2 separate regions of the Sus scrofa genome follow, and region 1 is linked to region 2. The links are chromatin contacts, called in public targeted proximity ligation maps. All regions are on one chromosome and are shown on one strand. The core of a region is the stretch at or near the end of the contact, and the rest is flanking DNA. Distances in the headings are between cores, read along the strand shown.

Region 1 (3,840 bases), core at 421-2,920, 290 kb before region 2:
TTTTTTTTTTTTTTTGTCTTTTTGCCTTTTCTAGGACCACACCCATGGCATATGGAGGTTCCTAGGCTAGGGGTCCAATTGGAGCTGTAGCCGCTGGCCCATGCCAGAGCCACAGCAACGCCAGATCCGAGCCGTGTCTGCAACCTACACCACAGCTCACGGCAACGCCAGATCCTTAACCTACTGAGCAAGGCCAGGAATCGAACCTGCAACCTCATGGTTCCTGGTCAGATTCGTTAACCACTGAGCCACAACAGGAACTCCTATCTCCATTTTTTAAACCAGTGACCTAGACTGTGGTGTTATGTTGAGCAAATAAGGTGGGAATAGACACTAGGCAATTTTGGAACTCACCCTGGATAAGTGCTCACGAGTCCATACTGTGCTGCATAAGAATTAGCACAGTGTTACAGGCTTACTACCTGCATGGTTTAGCCACAGAAGACCTGGAGTGTGTCTCACCTGAGTCTGCCTACATCTGTAAAAATAGCTAAATCTCCATTCCTCTCCTTATTCAGGTCTATCTCTTCTCCCTCATTTTGCCCTAGTCTTTTATATTCAAGATAACCCGCGTTGTTTTCATGTAATTATTTTGCTTTCTTGTTCCTGCTTCAGCTATCATCTTCCTCTCATTGAAGTCCCATGAATTTTAAGTTGAATTTGATTGCAACACATAATCACCCATTTCTGCTTAATGTTTTACTGATCATGTAACTTCAATGCCTTATTCAACACTTCAAAAGAGAGAATAGTAATAGTTATAATACCACTGTTAGAGCGTTTTGACGTTAAGTAACAGGCGACATGTCTAATGGTTACATGGTTACATGGTTAGCGTGGCTGCCTGGATCGCATAATTACACGTTTGTATGACTTTAGGAGACTCATATACAGGCCAACTGCATCCATTCAGATACTTATGTAAATATCAGAGCACTTCAGTCTAAAATGAAGCCCTCCTTCAGTTATTATCATTCTTTGTATTTTCTTAGGGTTTACCACTGAACAGGAAAAAGCTAAACGAAACAGAAACTGTCTTTAAAGAATGGGTTTAATTCTATGGCCCTTCCTGGTCTAAATAACACTTTCTGAGTTCTTTGGGTACCATTAGCAGCCCACGACATTCGGGAGAGTGCTGAGCGGGCTCACAGGGTATAGACAAACCAGATTTGCAGGAGGACAGCTGTGGTACTGGCGTACTTACAGAAGCACTTATATTTTTATAATATAAATCAAAGATAATCTGCACCCTCTGGACTTGATTTGCTGGGGCAGGGGTAGGGGGCTGTATTTCAGCTACTACTGAACTGACTTCTTGGAGCACTCGCTTAATTGGTGTGCCAGATGTGTTACACAGCTCTCACCGAGCCTCCCCACTCTCTCCAGGAGACGGCCCCACGCACTCATTGGCTGAAAGAGGTATGTTGCAGGGTATCACTTAGGTTCATTTGATTAACATAAGCAAGGGTCGATTATAGGGAATGAAAGCGTATTGAAGAAATGAGTCTATTCCTAGACTCAGACCCCACTTGGCCAGCCAAGGACAGTCAAAAGCATAGGTAGTGGAAATGGTTTTGACACTCAGAAGTATCTTTGCCAGCTGGAGCCTTCCAGGGCCCTTTCCCTTCCCCTTAAACATTTCTCTGCTGCTGCCATCAAGTGGCTGCTGCTGCCATCTCTGTTGCAGCTGGTGTTCTTGGCCTGGTGCAGGTTGACCTACCAGCAGCTAGAGCTGACTTAGTTATTCTCCTGGCATTCAGTGAGTGTCCTGATTGCTCTTACAGCCCCTCCAGTAAGCCTCGTGGACGGGGAAGACCACTCTCTTCACCAACCTTAAAATTTAGTAATCTTCTCAAAGGGGAAAAGCATTTCCTTTTTGTCCTCGGTTTCCTCGGCTAGGAATTTGGAAAAGCTTTTCCTGGATCAGGCCTGTTAGCATTTGAGTGGCATTGGCTAGTGTCCTACTTGGAACAGGCCACCTGGAACTGAGATGAAGCTCAGGGCCATGGCAGTCTTCTTCTTCCCCCTGCCCCGAGGGTTTGTTCCCTGGATATTTATGGAGGCGTTGGAGCTGCTTGTCCTTCTTGTGTTTAAGCACCTTTTAGTCCAGGCGGACAAGTGTGCAAACGTTGCACCTTGAAGGTCTGAGTTGGAGGCGTAGCTCTGCCGCTCACAACCTTTGTGTCCTAGAGCAAGTTACTTCAACTGCTTAGTGTTTCGGTTTTCTTATATGTAAAGCAGAGATAAAGCTACCTATCTCTTAATGTTGCTGTGAGGTTTAATGTAAATATTGTGTTCAGTACGATCTCGGCGCATAACACAAGTCTTAGTTACAGCTGTTATTATTATTATATGTATATTTTTAATCATGGCAGTCACTTTCCAGGCTTGCAGAGGTGTACAGTAATATTTTCCTCTTTGAAATTGTCATCCTGTGAACGTTAACATCACTTTTATAATGCCCCCCGCCCTGCACTGGTGCCAACATTTTTCCATAGGAAAAGTGAAATGAAAATAGAACAGGCAAATGAATTTCTATTACATGTCTTCTTTACATTTTGACTCAATTGAATATCAGAGGCAGGGCAATTTGTAGTTTGGTAAAAGTTTGATTTTCAAATTTATATGATGGCCACATAAGAATCTTGAAGGAAGAGTTGCTGTAATTCTTTGTTGAATTCCAGGAGCATTAAAGCATCATTCTTGCCCTCCAATGGATTAAAGTTTGTTTGGAGAAGTGAGACAAATTCATATAAGAAGACAAGACCGTTTATATTTAAAAGCGCCAAAGTATCAACTGTAGATGTTAAGATAAATTGAGACCCTTCTAGGCTGGTAGAGATTAAAAGCAGGAAGGGCTTGAGTTCAGCTCTTGAAGGATGTGTAGGATTTGGTTGGTGTGGATTTCTAGGAAGGGCTTTCTCTGTAAGAGTGGGAGAATTGGGGTAGTGGGCTTCTATATGGTGGAATAAGGGGCAGGGAACCTTTGGCTGGTCAGTCCCTCGGCACCTCCCTATCTCCAAGCCACTTTCAGTCAACAGCTAGTTCCCTGTTTATGTGTTTATCCCTCTTTTCCTCCTGAGTTCTTCAGGGACTTATTTAGTTCTTTTGCCTGCCTCATGCAAAGCTATGCTCTTTCCCCAACGCACTTCTTATTAGCAGCATGGGGCACGTTCCCTGTGCCTTTCTTTGCTTGGTATTTCTAAAACAGGAATACAAATAAATAACATCCTTTAAAAGAGGGAAACAAGGGTTAACAAGAACAAAAAGAATCACAAAAATAATCTAAAATAGCTGTGGATATTCTCTTGGCCTCTCTTCTAGATACCGCTGTGGGAGTCCCTTCTAGATCTTTCTTCCATCTTTGGCCCCTCCAAGCCCCTTCCCCCAGTGGACCAAAACACTGACTTGAGTCTGAACTTACCTGACTGAGCATCACTTCAGGTGTGGGGTGGTTCTCAGTTCTTTTCCGGAGGAGCTTCCTGCTCTCTCCCGGTGCCTTCCCTTTGTTGCCTTAGGCTACCCTGTTCAGCACTTGGGTGCTCAAGCTTGCCCCAACATCGCTGGGCCCTGGAGCCTGAGCCGAGGCTGCGTGTGAGCCACAGTTGGCCTCGGCAGATGCTTCCCTTAGGCTCCATGCCATCAAATATTGGCCCAGCCATCGCGGGCATTCTCCTTTGCAGGGAAGGCCTTGTATTCGAGATCACTGGCTGGCTCAAGCCTTGCTGTTTTCCATGGGACCTTGATCATCCTGCTTACTTTGCAAACCTCATTTTTAATGTCAAAGGCACATTTGTAAGTGCTTTCAAAAGTTAACACATTTAATTCCAGAGAGAGGTT
Region 2 (4,303 bases), core at 1,764-4,263:
GTATGAAGCTTGCCAATCAACAGTAATTGCGGGAGTGCCCTTCATGGCTCATGGAAACGAATCTGACTAGCACCCATGAGAATGCAGGTTTGATCCCTAGCCTCACTCAGTGGGTTAAGGATCCAGTGTTGCCATGATCTGTGCTGTAGGTCACAGATGAGGCTCAGATCTGGCGTTGCTGTGGCTGCAGTGTAGACCGGCGGTTACAGCTCTAATTGGAGCCCTAGCCTGGGAACCTCCATATGTCATGGGTGTGGCCCTAAGAAAAGGGACAAAAAAAAAAAAAAAAAAAAAAAAGAGTAATTGGGCAGCATAGGAGCCAATAAAATGAACCCATTAAGGAACTGGGTAGGCTGTGCTTGTCAGGGGCTCATGAAAGCAGGATTTAGTGAGGACAATCTTTGCCCAGATACCGCCAGCCTTTGGGTGAGTGAGAGGTGACTTTTCCCTTCCAAGTTCTGCCCATGCGATGGCAAATAGTTTGCTTTGTATCCAGGCTGGCCCTAGGGAGGTAACTCAGTTTATCCAGAGGGAGTGCCGTGTTGTACCAACCCTTAATCCTTAAGTCCTTGGCTCTTTTTTTTTTTTTTTTTTGGCTGCCCTGAGGCATGCAGGGATCAGATCCAAGCCTCAGTTACAACCTACACCACAGCTCAGCAATGCCAGATCTTTATGCTTGAACCACTGTTCCGGGCCTGGAATGGAACCAGCATCCCAGTGCTCCAGAGATACCACTGATCTCCCTGCGCCGCAGTGGAAACTCCAAGCCCTTGGCTCTTTTCCACAAAGCTAATGTCAAACCAAGCCCTAGGGGTGGGCAGCATGGTGCTTTGCAAAACGCTCTGAATCTTGAGCTAGAAGGTTTGGGTTCAATTTAAAATTAATGAAAATGGCCTGTTAGGGGTGGGGGTGGGGTAGCATACAAAAAGCCAGCTCCTGTACTAAAAGCCCTGTGTGTATTGTGTCATCCGATCCTCCTCATATTATGAGATGATACTCCTACTAAGGGGAGTTCCACATTCTCGAGCATTTATTACGTGCCAGGGCTGTTTAGAGAGCTCGCTGCAGCCCATCTCATTTCCTTTTCACAGTAACCCTCTGAGTGCCTCCATCTCAAGCACGGAGCTTGAGCAGTTTCACCTCTGTGATCATCCAGGACCTAGACTAAGGCACAGAACCTCTCCCAACAGGCTCCCTAGGCTTTCTCCCACTTACTACAGTCTTAGCCCCACCCACAAGTGACCCTGCTTTTGACCTCTAGCAGTAGAGATGAGTTCGGCCCATTTCAAAAAAATTATTTTTATGAAGGTGAAATTCGCATAAGAAAATGAATGAGTTGACGTTCCAGGGGCCTTTAGTACATTCGCAATGTTGTGCAACCATCATCTCCATCCAGATCCAAAACATTTTCATCGCTCTGCAGGGAAACCCCATACTCATTAAGCTGCTGGCCCACTTTGAATAACAAGGAGAATGAATCATGCAGTGTAGCCCTTTGGGTTTGTTTGGCTTCTTTCTCCCCCATATGTTGCTGAGTGTCATGTGCCTTGGGTACCAGTATCATCCCCATCTTAGAGATGAGGAAACTAAGCACAGAGGTGAAATAACCTGTCCACCGTCACTCAACTGGTACATGATGGAGCTCTGACCCCTGGTAGTGTGGCCATGGAACCCCATTCCTGGAGCATGCGCCATACTGCAGGGGCAGGGAACCAGCTCCAGGGAGTAAGGCAATGAGTTGAAGGCAGCCAGCCAGGGTTTCAGCAAGACTGCAGAGACAAAGCTGTTGACAACTAGGCTGTTTTTCCCTTGACTAACTAAATGAGCTTGGGGTCTTTTTCCTAGCCTCAGTGTCTCAATCTCAGTAAAGCCTTCTCAACCTTCCTTGGTGGGCTGTGGGAAGCTTGGTTGAGAGCCCTCATAAACATTGGGGTGCCATACAAACCCATTCATCAGGATTATGGCTCTAGGATGTCACGTTTCTTTGGGAACTTGGTGGAGGCTGGATGAGCCCTGGAGGAGACCCGGCACTGCTTGGGGATGGGTGGCAGGCCCTTCCTGTTCTCTCTGAGTGTTTGGAGAGCTTTAATATTTCCTGTGCTTGGCTCCATCCAGAGTTATTGTTTCAAACCCCTAAAAGCTAGGGTCTCTCCCTTTAAGGAAGTTAGTTCTCCCTCAGAAATATCCCTTCCCAGTCTTGTGGTCAAAAGCATATGCCTCCTCTGGACATGCCCTGTGAGAATTCCACAGGCTGGCATTGTTATCTTTATGAAGTTAATTCTCTGTTGGTCCAGAAGTCAGATTAGGAGCAAAAAGAAAGTCAAATGACCAGACGTGCTTGAGGGGATGGTGCTTGGTTGAAATGAGCCGCACTACTTACCCGGGACCAGAGAGCTTGCATTTTATCCTTGTCTACATAGTGGACTCACTAGTTTCAATCCTATGAGTGAATAAAACAATGTCATATCATGAGGTGTTATACTCCTGAATAACAATTCTCCTCTGGCAGGCACTGGGGGTTCCCTCGAAGTTTCCAGAATCCTTCTCAATCCTGTAGCCATTCTGGGCTACCCTGGGAACATGAACCCTTTGGGCACCAAGTCTTCCACTTTAACCTTGTTTAAATCCCAACGCTTCCCTTTTCAAGTGGTTTCTAAGGGGAAAAATAAAAAGAATGTTCCAGAACACCCTGCTGGCTCAGGGATGATTTGCTAGAGCTGTTTCCTGGATTACGACCTCTTCTCCCATCAGCAAATCATGTGAAACAAACTCCTGTCAGCTGTAAACCCTGAATGTGGGAAAAAGAGCTGACACACAGGGCTCGTTTTCGTAAAGTTGACATTTCTCATGAATAGCAAATTCCTGAAAGTGGGCAGATGACCAAGACCAGGAATTCTCATTAGCTGGTGATAATCAGGCCTGACTCTGGCTGCGGAAGGCAGCTGGGAGGGGAGGTCCATCCGCGTGGGAGGGGCCACCGCTGATAACGGACCCACACAGCAGCCGGATCGCCTGCTAAGATCCTAACACGCTCTGAACGGGCTGGTCATCCTTTCGCCTCTCCCGCAGCTCCGACCCTCCCCCGGGGACCCCCACCTCCGCACACACCGGCAGCCAGAGGGTTAGTGCTGACCCAGCGAAGGCCTTCCAGACAAGGTCCAGCTGGGCTCTGAGCCTCGTTTGGAGGGATCTGTGACACACTGGTGGGTAAATAAATGACATGTCCCCTCCCGGCTGTGGGGTGACAGTTCCTTCCTCAGGCCCTGCAGAGACGGAGGCTCTGGCCCCAGCCTGCTTCCTGCTTCCTGAGAATGTGACCTCCGATCCCCCCTCTTTAGAGTTGAAGGACAACTAGGAAATGAGTTAAGCTGATTGTTTCCCATCCAGAAGCCCGATCCCACCCTCTCACATCCACGTTCCCCAAACAGTCAGCATTAGCAATTTTTTTCCCCCTACCCTCATCTCTGTAGCATTTCCTGGTTTTCCCAAACAGAATGAGTCACTTCCTTTTCTGTGTTCCCACAATGCTCAGAAGCCACCATATCTCTGTGATCCAATTTTATTTTATGAACTTTGCAATTTTTCTCCTCTGGGCATAGGAAAGCTTGTGAATATTTCTTTTTCTCTTTTTGCTTTGGCCTCTGGGAAGCTCGAGTTCCAATTTGAGTGGTATAATTTACATAAATAGGATGCATAAACTGCATATAGTTTGATGAGCTTAACAAATGTATACACCCATGTAACCACCGCTATAATCATGATATGCAACATATTTCTTTTTTTTTTTTATGTTCCTTGATAGGCTTTTTTTTTTTTTTTTTAATAATTTTTTTAAATTTTCCCACTGTACAGCAAGGGGGTCAGGTTATCCTTACATGTATACATTACAATTACATTTTTTCCCCCACCCTTTGTTCTGTTATGATATGCAACATATTTCTATTATCCCATATTCCCTTGTACCTGGTCCCAATTACCACCGATCTGCTCATAGCTGCCGTTTATTAAATTCACATTTTCCAGAGATTTGTATAAATGGAAACATATAGTATGTGGTCTTCTCTATCTGGCTTTGTTCCCTTGGCATAACGCTTTTGAGATGCTCCCGTAGTTTTGTGTATACCAGCAGGATTCCTTTTTATTGCTTAGTAGTATTCCATTGTATGGATATATCACAGTTTGCTTGTTCATTCTCCTGTTGATAGACACATAAGCAGTTCCGTTTCTGGGCTATTATGAATATAACTTCTCTCATCATTTATATCTAAGTTCATATGTAGAAAAAAAAGGCAGTTGATGTAGG

What was found.
Region 1: a targeted proximity ligation map of skeletal muscle shows a contact between it and region 2. A contact is called at or near these places in 1 of 47 Hi-C or Micro-C datasets (skeletal muscle) and 2 of 2 datasets of targeted methods (alveolar macrophages and skeletal muscle).

What each region holds. Positions count from the first base shown.
Region 1 is chr4:14,550,616-14,554,455 of Sscrofa11.1, reverse strand. All of the region lies in intron 2 of NSMCE2 (E3 SUMO-protein ligase NSE2), which reads left to right. Among named protein-coding and RNA genes, the nearest start is that of WASHC5, 46 kb to the left of the region's middle.
Region 2 is chr4:14,264,636-14,268,938 of Sscrofa11.1, reverse strand. No RefSeq gene overlaps it. Among named protein-coding and RNA genes, the nearest start is that of TRIB1, 31 kb to the left of the region's middle.